Regions from separate parts of the Mus musculus genome. Here region 1 is linked to region 2. The links are chromatin contacts, called in public Hi-C maps. All regions are on one chromosome and are shown on one strand. The core of a region is the stretch at or near the end of the contact, and the rest is flanking DNA. Distances in the headings are between cores, read along the strand shown.

Region 1 (6,832 bases), core at 2,292-4,791, 170 kb after region 2:
ACCTAACCCTCAAGAGACTGGAGGCTCCAGAGAGTTTAGAGGTCTGGTTGGATGGGGGTGGGTGGGAAGTGGGGATATCCTCGTGGAGACAGGGAATGGGGAGGAGTTATGGGATGCAGAACAGTTGGAGGGTGGACGGGGGAATAAAATTTGAGGTGTAAAAAATAAAAATAAAAAAATAATTAAACAACAACAAGAGTTATTCTGAATAGACATGACTCAAAGTCTCACCAAGGCCAAAGCAGAACACCACAGTGAGAGCCATCTTGAAGGGCAATCCCTGCCTAAGGAGCCAGTAACTGGGGCCAGGATAATGTTTTAGATATAGGATAAGTTGTGGAGGCCAAACAGGGCTGTGACCACAAGATGCCAGTGCAGTTGTGCTGTGTGATCTTAGAAATCAGAGCATTCAATCTGTGTTCCATCCTTGCATGTTAGGAGGGATGCTTCAAGATAGTCTCCAGACAGAATTTTGGATCCTCCTGCTGAATATCTTCTACAGAGGAGTCACCTCTAGCAGGGAGACATGTCTTAGCTAAAGGTACCTAGAGCCAGAAACAAAGTATAGGTCTCCTGTCGTTACCACTAACTAAGAGCTCACTGGACCAAAGCCAGGACCAAAATACTGCTTGTTTTTGTTGGCAGTGAGTAACTTAATGCTGGCTGGCGTCCTCCTAGGAGTTATACCTGCCAGAAAGGATGTTCTGGCCCCTGCAGGTGGACTTTTCAGCAAAGTGGCTGCATGTCCCAGTACCCTATTTGTGCAAGCACCCACGCCTGATATGCAAGAGACTCTGAGCTAGATGGCTATGAGAGTGGTCTGTGAGAGCTCTCATCTCTTCAAAAAAAAAAAAAAAAACCACAAAAAACCCAAAAACCTCCTTCTCCTGCCTTCTCAAGGCACTCTGGCTGCTTCCTGGCGATGCCAACACAGAGAGAACAAGATAGGTATAAGGCTATGGCTGCTGGGGCTTCCACACAGTGGTCTTGGTGCCTTATAGCAGTTGGCTCTCTAGACATCTTGGTATGGAAATTGCATCCAGGGGGTTGACAGTATCTTCCCCCAACTCTTCTTCCCTAGTAAACACTGCTAACTACCAACTCATAAAACATATCAGCTGGGTTTATTACTTTGAACCGTCTTTCCAATTATGCTGTAAAATAAAGGCAGATGCCATTTTAAGATCTTATTATTGTCAAGGGCCGGCTTCTCCAGCAGCACCTGCTTAGCGGCAGCCTGCTTGTTTACGGCTCCTTTTTTTTATAGGTGACAGTTTAAGGTGGCGCTTCTCCGGTTACAGAGAGTTCCTCCTAGAGCTGCAGAAGTGGCACACGCAGTGGGTGGGCTCCAGCTTCTGTGGCGGCACCAGGCAGGGTCGTGGGTTCACCTGGGCTTTCCGTTGACAGCCTCGCCACGCACGTCAGGCTCTGCCAAATGCTCTGCCATTAATTTATGATTTAAAGTAATTAACTTTTGCTGATTAAAGTAATTATTTCAAGTGCATTGCACCCGGGCCCAAATGATGCCTGCAGCCCCCTCTCCAGTCGGAGACAGCAGCATGCCAAGTGCTTAAAAGCTGCACCGGGGATCCGAGCGGCTTCTGCCCGTCTCTCGGATCTGCCATGTTTATGGCTGACTTATACTAACTGCTCATTTGAATGCCGAGTTCTGGCAGCCCGTTGACACAGTGTGAAACCTTCATCCCGTAAACAAGACAAGCTTCAGCTTGGTGACACCGGTGACAGAGGAAGCTGTTTAAATGAATCTTGCCTCTAGCCTTCCAGAGGTGGCATGTTTCTGTGCTCTCTGGATTACTCACGCTGCCCCCTTAAACCGTGTACAGCTTCGGCTGCGCTTTGCCAAGGGTGCAGAACTCAGTCCGAGTGCTTGGAGTCAACAGCTCCCCAACACAGACCCTCCACAGGCTCTAGGGGGTGAGGAGGGTGGAACTGGTGGCCTGCCCTTCTCAGGAGGAACCTGGCTCCGTCCAGGAAAACATTCAGACAGTAATGAAGAGAGACAGAAAGCAATGGCTAAGGAGAGGGCTCACCCACTTATCTGATCTAATCCCCTGCCACTGGGGACAGCAGATAAATCCAGCAGGGAGCTGCTTAGGGCAGGAGCAGAGGAGCCCTGTGTTGGAGTCTGAAGGCAAGTGAATCCTTCCAACTCGCCTTCTCCCCATTTCACAGAGGACCTGGGTACCAAGTCTCAGCTTCCCTAATAAAGAGCAAGCAGGAGTTTGGTGCCATGCTGCAGATGCCTGCAGATGCAGGAGAGCATTTAGGGAACCAGCCTGATGAAGGCACAGGAGTCTTGCTGCGCTACCGTGCTGTTACCATGTCCCGTGTACCCAGTGAGTGCCAGGGACTAAGTCAGGTGCTCTGGTCTCACATAGTCCCCCAAGGGAGGACATAGCCTCACATTTCCCATCCTCCAATGAGGTGCCCAAGACCCAGAGGCTCGTCTTTGTTCCACCAGTGGGCACGATCCTTTTGCTTTTCAAACCCAAGAAGTATGGTATCTGCTTAACTCCCGCTGGCCCTTGAAGTTTGAGGTGCTAGAGAGATGTCTCAGTGAGGAAACGGCTTGCTCCGTGACATCTAGGACCTGAGTTTGGATTCTCAGCACCCAAGGAGAAGCTGGGTACAGTGGAATACATCTCTAACCCAAAAGCTGGATGTCTGAGACAATCGGATAATGGGGACTCACTGTTTTGCTAGCAAAATTCAGGTTCAGAGAGAAACGTTAGCTTAAAAAATAAAATGGAGAGGGACTGGTGACAAAGAAGGATGTCCAAAGTTGACTTCTGGCTTCCACATATACCCACACGGGTGAGTGCCGTTGTACACATGTACACACTCATATGCTTGTAACACACACACACACACACACACACACACAGAAAGAACACCCCCCCCCCATTTCGATAAATCAATAAGGACTGCCCTCATCAGCCTTTGGGATATTTAGAAAACCTCCCTGTATCTTAGCCTTGTCCCCTGGGCCACAAGAGTCACCTATGCTGTGCCTGATCCACCCACGGAGGGGTAAGGAGCTGCCGCATGACTTGATTTGGGAAAAATGGACTTTCATGGGAGCGTGTGATGCTTCTGGCTTTATGGTATTTGGCAGGACAGTTTGTGGGATAAACTTGTATTTTTATCTTTTCTCTAAGTAATTATCCCAATGCCCTGGGCTTTGGGTGAAACCACACGGAAGTCTAATTTTGTTTGTAATTAAGTGCCTGGTGGGCAGCCATTCCCAGAAAATGATATTTCAGCTCAGTGCCATTAAGCAAACATCACCAAAAATGATGGTGCCAAGAACAATGATCTGTATGTTGGCAGCAGTTACCACCCCACGATGGATGGCGGGGGTCATAAATAACTCACTTCACTTTCAGGGTGAATCAAGTGCTCTTGTGGGGTGCAAGAGAAAGAACATCAAAGGGAACATTCAGCTTCTACACAGGCGTCTAGGCTGTGCCAGGGTTGGGCAGATGCCCTGGCCTGCCTGGAACTCCCCTAAAAGGCGACACTCCACCCACTGCTCTCTGGAGCACTGGTCAGAATGCCAAATGGCAGTCTCTGCTGCTACCAGCCAGGGGCGGGCCGGAGGGATCTTGAGAAGGATGCTCACATGTCACACCTGCCTCTGCCACTAGGGAGCGCTGGTGCTACCCTGGTTCCCACTAGAGATGCAGATAGCCTAGAGAATTCTGTAGGGCCATTATGTGAAGAGCTGACATTGAATTAGATTTAAAAGCTCGAGAATAAATTTGGAATCCAAAGGACTGTCCAAGGATGGCAGCCTGGTGGTGGATGGAGCAGAGGCTGGGATTGGATGAGTGTAGTGACTGGAAAGCCCGATATTTGCTAGGCTGGTCCTCAGCAAGTACAGTTTAGAGCAGGGTCACCTTCCATCCCTCACTTTTGACTTCTTTAGATAAAGAAAATGAAAACAAAATAAACCAAGACATTAAAAATGTGTTTCATAACCTAGTTGGTCAGCCATGCTAGCTCTTCATCTTTCCCTGGTTTACTGGGAAAACTCAGGGCCTAGAATTGTTAGAATCCCAGATCTAAATCCCAGTTGGACTCCACATCAGCTGAGTGGCCTTAGGCAAGTTGTTTAATCTGCAAAATCTCTATTTCCTCAGCTGCAAAGGATCCTTCTTGTCACGATGAGCTTCAGAAAGGCTAGGGAAGAGCTAACGTGTACCCTGCTGTTGGTGGAACAAACTCCCCCATCCTTTCAAGGCAGCTTGTACCTGCGAGGATGATGCAATGGTCCCCAAATGCCAGTGTTTCCCCAAGGGCTGCCACACACAGCTCAGAGTGCAGCAGGGGTGCCTGGGACCTGAGCGTGACTAGAGCTGCTCCTCACTACATTCTGAAAACTTCACTCTTTCCCAATCTCTACAGCAGGTGCAGGACACTTGCTCTGAGCCCGGACAGACCATGAGTTCCAGGATATGGACCAACTACAATTGACAGAAGATGATATGGCAGTTTGAATGAGAGTAGCCCTCAGAGGGCCATTTGAATCCTTGGTCCATAGTTCACGTAACTGTTTGATAAGGATTAGGAGGTGTGGCCTTGTTGAAGCAAATGTGTCACTGGAGTGGGCTTTGAGGTTTCAAGAGCCCACACAATTACCAGCAAGCTCTCTGCCTTGTGTCTGTGAGACAGATGTGAGCTCTCAGCCCCTGCTTTTGAATTTGTGCCTACCTGACTACTGCTATACTTCTTGACATATTGGTCATGGACTCACCCTCTGAAACTACAAGATCCAATAAACTCAATTATAAGTTGCCTTGTTCATGATGTCTTAGCAAAGCAATAGAAAAGTGACTAAGACAGATAGTCATGCCTCCTCTAAGTGAACATTTGGACAAGATAGAATATAACAGTCAGGAAAACCAAGTTATCTATGGCCTTAGTCCTCAGACGCAGTCTTTGAGTATCAGACTACCAGAGCTCCTGTGTCTTTTCTGATGGCTTCATTGAATTTTAAGGATTTGGAGAAGACACAGCACATAGGTTTTAGAACACCATCTCTGGAAGATGTGCATTCTTCCATTATATGAGGACCACAGTGGAGACTGGTCCTGCATTAGCAGAGGTAGTTGTCTGTCTACACAGCATTTCCAAAGGACCTGTAGGTGTTTTCCAAGAGCAAAGCACAGATGCAGTATGTGTGGACATGAGTGAGGAGTACCTGGTAAGCCCCAAGTGCAACCTGAGGATTGTTTGTGGAGACAAATACAGAACACAAAGAGAAGTGGGGAGAGAGAATGTGACAGTTTAGGCTGGGATGAGAGCAATGCAGCTGCAAGCCAAACACTAAAGATGACCACTAGAAGCTGGAAAAAGCTGGGAACTGATTTGCCCTTTTGGTAGGAATGTGGTTTTGTTGACACTCCAGGTTTGCCAAGACTTATGGCAGATTAAGAGAGAGGGGGGAGGTGGAGGTGGAGGTGGAGGTGGAGGTGGAGGTGGAGGTGGAGGTGGAGGTGGAGGTGGAGGGGGAGGGGGAGGGGGAGGGGGAGGGGGAGGGGGAGAGGGAGAGGGAGAGGGAGAGGGAGAGGGAGAGGGAGAGGGAGAGGGAGAGGGAGAGGGAGAGGGAGAGGGAGAGACTCTCTAGGTAGCCCTGGCTGTCTTAAAACTTACTATGTAGATCAGGCTGGCCTTGAACTCAGGGACCCACCTGCCTCTGCCTCCCAAGTGCTGGGATTTAAGGCATGTACCACCTTACCTGCCAGGCCAAAGTTTCTTAAACTTTTCACCCATAATTCCTTTTACCCTAGAGATCTTTATGCAACTCCTGGTAACATTTACTGACAATCAATCATAAAAAATTACTTTGAAAATTCTGGCCTACACAGACCGTTACTATTTATTAAAGGTAAAGAGTAAATTATCCTTACTAATTTATGATGGATACCTATGTTTATTTTGATGGGAAGAGTTTATTTTTCCCCAAAATATTTGATGCAGCAGGACAGAAACAACGTTGGTGTCTTCAGTCTATCAATATTTTTATTCTATAATCTCTCAGGCTGAGAACACCACTTCTCCTACACACATACCACAACAGTGGCAGAAGGACATTTAAGACTGTTTCAGAAACTATTGGAAGTTCATTGAATGGTTTTCCATGAAACTCAAGTTGGGAATTCAGATAACAATCTAAAGTTTACAACATCAAAACAGTGCTATCCAAAGATGTGCTAACCTGGTGCTTGCCTGCTGAGGAATGATGCTGAGAAAACCTTCTTCATTCTCTGCCACAATCATTGTGTTTCTATAAGAGCAGAGCACGGCGTGGATGCAAACATTGCAATGAGCAAACTCACAGTCATTCTGGTTGCTTTCATGGAGGCACGTGGGCATGTCGCGTGTTCAGAACCAAGGCTGCTGTGGGTTCCTGCCCAGCAACAGGAAGCAAGGCAAGTGTTGACAGAATTGTTTCGGATGGATTTGGCATTTGATTTGGAGTGAACTTTTGGGTGATGCACATACAGAAGTCATAGAGTGTAGCCGATTTTTTATGATACCTATATTCAGTCACATGGCTTCCTATGGAGTTGCCAATCACAGCTTAAGGAGATGGGCTTTAAGTTACCACACTTACGGCCGTTCACTCCGGCAGCCATAGAACATGGTTGGTCATCCTAGTATGATTGAAGTGGTACTGGTTCACCCATGCTTGTGATGGGTTGGACAAGAAATGTTTCCCACAAAGGCTTGTGTGTTGAAGGGCGGATCCCTAGTTAGTGAGTTCCATCTTGGATAGATATTTGTGCCAGACTCAGAGAAGCCAAAG
Region 2 (6,992 bases), core at 1,143-3,642:
GGGGCTCTTTGTAATTTTTGTCCCAGCATTTGCAACTGAATCTTTTAATGAAGGGAACACAACAGTTTTATGTTATAGACGATGCCATAATTGGGAAATCAAAGCTCCTTCAGACACCTAGAGCCCGAAGCAGGAACCGAACACCGAAGGATGCCCGAAGCAGGAACCGGTGAAATCAAGTTTCTAGTTGTGTGTGTTCCGATGATAACTCAGACCAGGAAGAGAATCTGATTCCTTTTGGATCTTATGCATTTTGGGGCAATAAGAAACAGATCCCATTAGCAAATATGTAAAGGCCTCCCTTAAGAGTTAGACTCGGGCAAATTTAGAACAAATGAGATGTAATTTTTCTATCTTACAGGCTTGCCTGTTTTACCTAATATTATCATAATGAATTGGCTTCAGCAACTGAAGGTGGGGAAAGAGAGGCGTGCCTGGTAAGGAGGGGGCGAGTGCAGCAGAGGCCTGATCTCCCCTGCTGCCCTGACCTTGTGCCCTTTCCTGACCTCAGTCTGAACGCCTGGGGAAGTCACCTCATCCCCACAGAGCAACCCTGCCTAGCAAAGACAAGCTGTGAGGAGAGAGAACCATGTGGACCCCCACCATAGACCATGGCTCATGGCACCTTTGCCCCCTCTTCCTGCCTCTGTCTCCCCATTGCCAGCAGCACTTCTTTTAGTGGTCAATTGAAATTTTATGGCTACGTTATTTAAAAAACACCATAGAAGAGCTGAATGAGGGAAGGATGATGGAAAGGCTGCTTGTCTTTTACCATAATTACTCTTGATAGCAATTTGAACTAATTTGCATTAAAACACCCATTTAGCCAAGCTGCTGAAGATGGGGACTTAGTGTGTGTAGTTTGTAAGACCTCAAGACGCCTCCCGATCTGTGTTGAGTTTAAACTACAGAGCCCTGCAAGACACTGCTCCATACCTTTTTCTGCCAGGCCAAAGCTTGCCCTCAGTAACCCTAGTGGCATGCTGGGTTGCATGGCAAAGGGCACACCTTCCTCATAGCTGCACTGTGCAAGCCTGGAGAGTCAGAGACAGAGAGGGTGGCTTAAAGACCCAGGTTCCTTCCCTTCTTGGGGTGATCTTCATGTCCCTTCTCTTCACTCCCCTGAGGCTGTTTATCTTCAAAGCACAAAAGATACCAACAAAACACTTGCAGCTTTGCCCTCTCTAGATCTTCTATTCATATGTGTGTGTGTAAGTGTGTACTTCTCTTACACAGTGATGGGCTTTGAGGTGTGACACTGCCACACAACTCCTTGGCTAGTAGCTATGCCCTGTCACTTAGGCCAGGCTGTGCGAGTTGGGAAGGGCTGGCTCTGTGTTTATGAAGATGGTACAGCTGTCTCCCTGTCTGTCTGTGTTTTCTGTGTGTATGTCTGCATTTGGTTTCTCAATGCTGCCCCTGGATTTTATTTCAGAAAGAGAAAACAGAAGAAGATTTAAGCCTGATGAAGTACTGAGGACCATTTGGACCCTCTGCTGTCTTCTTTACTTTGTTCTTTGCTGCAAATATCTTCTGTTTCTGCCCCCACCCCCACCCCCGCCATATTTGAAGATGTTTGAATCTAAAAATCAAGAGGAAATGAGTTAAAACTCAAAGCAGGCATTTCTGCGAGTCTGGCAGTGAAGTCAGGGGGAAGGATATCCAGTGGGTGGAAGACCTAACTTTGAATTCTGTAAACACTGCCCCCACCCTAGTCTCTCCCTATGAAGAACCTGATACCCATGGGGACAGTACACTTAGGGACAGTGGCTTTTTCCTTTATTTGTGTCAGTTTCCCAAATGTGCACATCCTCTGAATCCATAGAACATGCACACGTGCTCCTGAACAGACAGAATAATTTCTGAAATTAGATGCTACAGCTGCAATTAGCCAAAGGCAAGTACAGTAGCTCCCCCCTCTCTTCTTGTCTTCTACAGTCCTTCCCATCTCTCTTCCCTCGCCCCCTTCTTCTCCTCTCACGCCTTTGCCCTTTCGCCTTTTTTACATCTCTCTCTTCCTTTCTCATAAATAAGTACCTTTTGGATTTTTAGGCCCTGCCTCTCACAGTCCCCTCCTGCCCACCTACCTGCAGGCTGCACAGAACACAGCATCAAAGGGTCAGGACCACCAACAAGGTGTCACGGAGAAGGTGACTCAGGATGCAGGGCAGGTGCCAGACTGCTCAAATAAGCATCACCCCCCCAACAGGTTCTCGGGACTGAGACCCTTCTGGTAGCTGGGGATCCTACAGAGGTCAAGAAGCCCCGGGTTAGAGGAAGAAAAGGGGAGAAAGGCAGCGGGCAGATAGCTCCTGCTGCATCCCACTGGGAACCGGGTGCGTTGACAACTCTCAAGCACAAGATGGCACCCTTAAGCTTTCAAAGGAGTCAGGCTCCTCAGGAAACATGACACTACCCTGGCCAGCTGCCTCCTTCTAGGGAGACTGGAGAGGTCCCTTTCCAGTACCCACCAGGCCAGGGGTCTGCTTCACTCTTCTTAAGGCTATGCAGCTGCACAGAGGCCCACCAAGCAGAACCCCTCCTGCCAACCCAGGTAGTTTCTCGTGTGGGCTTTGCAAGTCTGTTATGGCTGGACTCCCAGGCTTTGTTTCCCAAGTTGGAATAAAGGAACTGCACCGGGAAGGGGGCTTTGAGAAACAGAATACCATGCTGGCAGAGGCCCCTGTTGTCCAGGACATGCCACCAGGCTGATGGATGGCTCTATCATTATTTACCAAATTGTGGCCCAGAGCCACACTGGCAAAGGCTTATCAAGGTGGGGGTCTCTGGGCATGTAGAAAGTCCCCTGGGTCTTCTCCCACCGGGCTGACACCCTGAGCACACAAGAGCTCTTCTGTGGGAGAGAAGCTGTTTTTCTGGATCCCATGTTTCCCTTGACTGTGATTAGCTACCTGTCTGCCTGTGAGTCCCAGAGGACAGGGACCTGCCAGGGCCAGATGCCCATCATTGATGGGCAAGCGCTGGCTTACTGCACAGGCAAGGGAGTCAGATTGGCCCTGGAGATCAGCTCTGGGACTTGGGAAGTGGAAAGAAAGGGTTGAAAGTGTTCTGTAGGAGCCAGGCCAGGAAGTGTGGTGGGAGTAGATGTGAACGTGTGCTGTGAAGATGAAGTGGCTTGGGCAGGTGCTCATGCCGGCCAACTGAAGACAGTAACAGACCCAATGCTGCCTCTGTGAGAGGACCGCAGGGATGGACTTATGCCTCCCATGGAGGGGAGCACTCTCACAGAACACTAGAACCCATAGGTCACAGCAGGGTTGAAGCCTTTTTGTTTGTTTCTCTGTGCACACACAGATATGAGCATGTTAACCCATGTGTGTATATATTGTGTGTATATATATATCCGAAAAGCATCACCAGCAGCTCTCTATCGGGGAACAATGTGGATTTAGAACTCCATAGAGCTGGGTTCTCATTTGGTTGTACCACTTCTATGCAGGTGACTCTTAATGGTCACTTGGCCTCTGTGACCTTATTGGTCAATGGGATGAAAGTGGCCCCTCCATTTACAGTAGACCAGAAAGCTGTTAGGTGGGACTTTGCAATTGCTGGGTATCCCTGTGAACCTTGTTGTTTTCCAGCTCATACCTCCTGGTCACCTTGTCACCCTGATATGGAATCCCATCTCCAGTCTCCTCCCATCAGCAGCTGTTTTAGAGAATATCGGTATGCATTGCTGGACTCCAAACCCACGTGGGCCACCTTATATGCTCTGTCCATGAGTGCAGGAGTCGGAGATGTGATGGAGGGCAGGATTGCTGCTCTTTCTTCTGTGCCTGTGGGGAACCCCGACTCACTTTCCAGCCCTTGCTTTACCTTTTCCATTTCTTGTGTGCTGCATACCTGTGTGGGCAGGTTTTTCGTGTGTGGGGGCATACCTGTGTAGCTGCACACATATGCACATATATGTGGAAGTAAGGCTGGTGTTGGGAGCCATCCTCTATTGATCTTCTACCTTAATCACTGAAGCAGGGTCTCTCAAACCTAGAGCCCGTTAAGATGGCTCGTTTTAGCCAGCTTAGTCTGGGGAATCTACGGTCCCTACCTTTTGAGGCAAGAATTACAGGAGGCACACCACACTCATCCAGCATTTACGTGTGTCTGGACACCCAAATGTTGGTCCTTACACTTGCCGAGCAAGTGCTTAGTCACAGAGTCCTCCCTCCTGCATCAGTTGTTCTTGAAGTAAGGTTCACCTACATATGGCTTCTGACTTGAGCAATTGTCACTTAGTCAAAGACTTGCTTGAGGGTCTAGATACATCTATAGAAGAATGCTCTGTCAGAGGGTGAACCCATGAGAACCCAAGGGCATGGCTAATAATCCAGTAGTAATTGGCCTGGACAGTAACACGGAAGCTGCTGAAGGTGTTGACCATCCCCTCCACATACACCCTCCTGGGTACTCAGGGTAAGAACAAAGCTTGTCTTTAGGTTGGGAATAAAATCCAAGGAATTAAAAATCTGTGCATATTAACCCAAAGAAAATACACTTACCTTCCAATATACGATGATGGGATTCGAACAAAAACCTTTTCTTCCCGGGCAAAGAATGTTATGCTCAGTGAGTGGTTGGCTGGGTGGACCTTGGCAGTCTTTTCTGTTCTGAATATAAAGGGCACCATGTGCTGGGAAGCAACCTAGGTCTCTCTGCCATTGCTCATTGGTCACCTTTTACAGAGGGCTGTAGTATAGAGCAGTGGTTCTCAACTTTCCTAATGCTGTGGTCCTTCATGTTGTGGTGACTCTCCAGCCATAAAATCATCTCGGTGTTCTTTCATAAGTGTAATGTTGCTACTGTTATGAAGTGTAATTAAATATGAGATATGTAGGATATCTGATATGCAACCCTGGTGAAAGGGTCCTTCGACCTCCAAAGGGGTCGCAACCCATATTTTGGGCGGGAGGTATGGGGGACTTTTGGGATAGCTTTCTAAATGTAATTGAGGAAAATACATAATAATAAAAAATTTTTTAAAAAAGAGAAAACTGTTGGTCTAGACCCACATGTACGTGTCCTATTCTTTATGAGCTCAAGGACAGCAGGAAATAGTGGAGCTGTGGGGAGATGGTGACACCAGCACCTGCCTCCCTGCTCTATCCACACAATCTTGGTACAGCCCTGATGAGTGTGACCAGCCACCCTTGCCTCAGAGCTCTGAGCTACATCCCTACCAGCTTTCTGTGGTGACAAGCTTCATGTCCCCAGCCTGGGTTACCATAGTAAAGACAACTCTCAGGAGACACAGGTCTTGTCCTGCTTCCCAGTGCATGAGCAAAGTTGTGCCTGGAGCTTCCATTCTCTAACTTGGCAAGAAGCTCTATGATTCAAGCGACTAGGGCAGTGCGAGCCTTAATACTTAAACTTCTCTCATGAATCTCTCTCTGTAAAGAGCACTTATGGATGCGTGGCAGCTTCAAGGTCTGGATTATGCTGATGGTGCCTCTGTCCTTGGAGAGTTTTGTAAAGACATAGTCACCGATGTAAGAAAGGTTGGGGACATCATTGAGGAGGTTCTGATTCCCATTCTCCGCTAAGAAACTCTTTGACAGAAATATCTTGTCAGTTTACATAGATGGGGTGGGGGAGATCATTCACTGTGGACATACTAAGGGTTCCAGCATGGCATCTGCGCTCAGGGAATTCGAACAGTTTTTAGAAGACAGCGCATTTCAGGGTTGTCTGTGGGAATCACTATTTGGTTGGTAAGGAGATCAGAGAGACAGTGGTAGGAGCTGCTGAGATGTTGGTTGGAGATTAGAGGCTGTCTTAAGATGTCAGTGTTAGGACAGATGGGGAACTAAGGGAAAGAGTGGAGTGGAGGTGACATTAACAGATGGAGGCAAAAATGACAAGGTAGGTGTGAGCCTGTCCTTATAAGGTTAGAGATGTCTCTCCCAGAAGCTGTCATCAGGGTATAACTTTACCTAAGGAACATTCTCTCTGCAATGCAGATTTTCTGTCTGCCCATCATCTCTGGCCAGCTACTTCCTGCTGCCTGAGATGACTCTCTGTCACTTTCCTCAGGTAAGTGGCCACTCTTGGATTTGAGTGTGTAGCAACTGGATGCCTGGAGGCCACAGATGCAATTCCCATTTATAGCACATGCACTCCTGTGTGCAAGAAGCATGGCCCATGCCTTCTCCCTGGCATTCTGAGAAGGAGAGATGCTGGGATGTGAGATGCCCAGGTTGTGCAACTGTGAAGCTGTCCTCTGTGCTTTCCTCCTAGCCATGAGACATGGGCAGGGACAGCAGAAGCACCCATCCTTGTGTGGCTTGGAGAACTGAAGTTGTCTTACTATGCCTGCAGGAGGAAGCATTTGCTCTGGACTTGCAGAAGCCAATGAAGTGTATAGGAGGATCTGACAAAAGCAGACATTAGATGCACACTTCACATTCATGTGTCATTCATTCATTCATTCATTCACTCACTCACTCACTCACCCACTCACTCACTGCTTTCTTCTGTGGATGTGTTTCCTTGCCCATCCTACATTAACTATGCACTCTCCAGCTAGCAGTAGGGAAAGGCATGGCTCCAAGTTCTGGCTCTTACCATCAACTAGGAAAAAAGTGGTAAATGAACTCAGTTAAATACCAGGCAGCGAGTAATATGTTGATAAGCTCTGTGGCTCCATCTTCCTTCCTAAGAAGAATTTCAATTCTTTTAGTAGTCCTTCAAGCTATTGTTATGTGAGTATCTTTTTTTATGGTTCTGGAAAAGGTCTCAAAGGTCAGGGTGAGGTGACAAGATAGGAATGATGTTTTATGGTCTTGTTCTGTGGGGCCCTCAGGTCACAATGGATATGGGAGGATAAGTTCTGGATAATAGAGGGCAAGACACTATCTCAGGCTGGAGAGATGGGGAGATGACTTCTCACTTGGATCTGGAAGCATAGATGGGCATGTTCAAGGTGTAAATTTGGGATACACAGAGAAAAAGTATTTTGGGGACTTGGAATCAGGTGT

The links. A called contact is a pair of places that touch in the nucleus more often than the background predicts.
Region 1: a contact with region 2 is called in a Hi-C map of muscle stem cells, with 3 times the contacts expected there. The contact joins two enhancer-like sites. A contact is called at or near these places in 16 of 484 Hi-C or Micro-C datasets (the HL-1 cell line, cerebellum, cranial neural crest and 6 more).

Annotation. Positions count from the first base shown.
Region 1 is chr7:136,006,655-136,013,486 of GRCm38.p6, forward strand. No RefSeq gene overlaps it. Among named protein-coding and RNA genes, the nearest start is that of Gm51502, 38 kb to the right of the region's middle. Within about 2 kb of position 3,542, at least 19 of the 459 cell types and tissues checked have an H3K27ac peak or open chromatin away from gene starts, as enhancers often do. A contact at or near this core is called in muscle stem cells, where this site is marked.
Region 2 is chr7:135,834,864-135,841,855 of GRCm38.p6, forward strand. No RefSeq gene overlaps it. Among named protein-coding and RNA genes, the nearest start is that of 6330420H09Rik, 16 kb to the right of the region's middle. Within about 2 kb of position 2,393, at least 23 of the 459 cell types and tissues checked have an H3K27ac peak or open chromatin away from gene starts, as enhancers often do. A contact at or near this core is called in muscle stem cells, where this site is marked.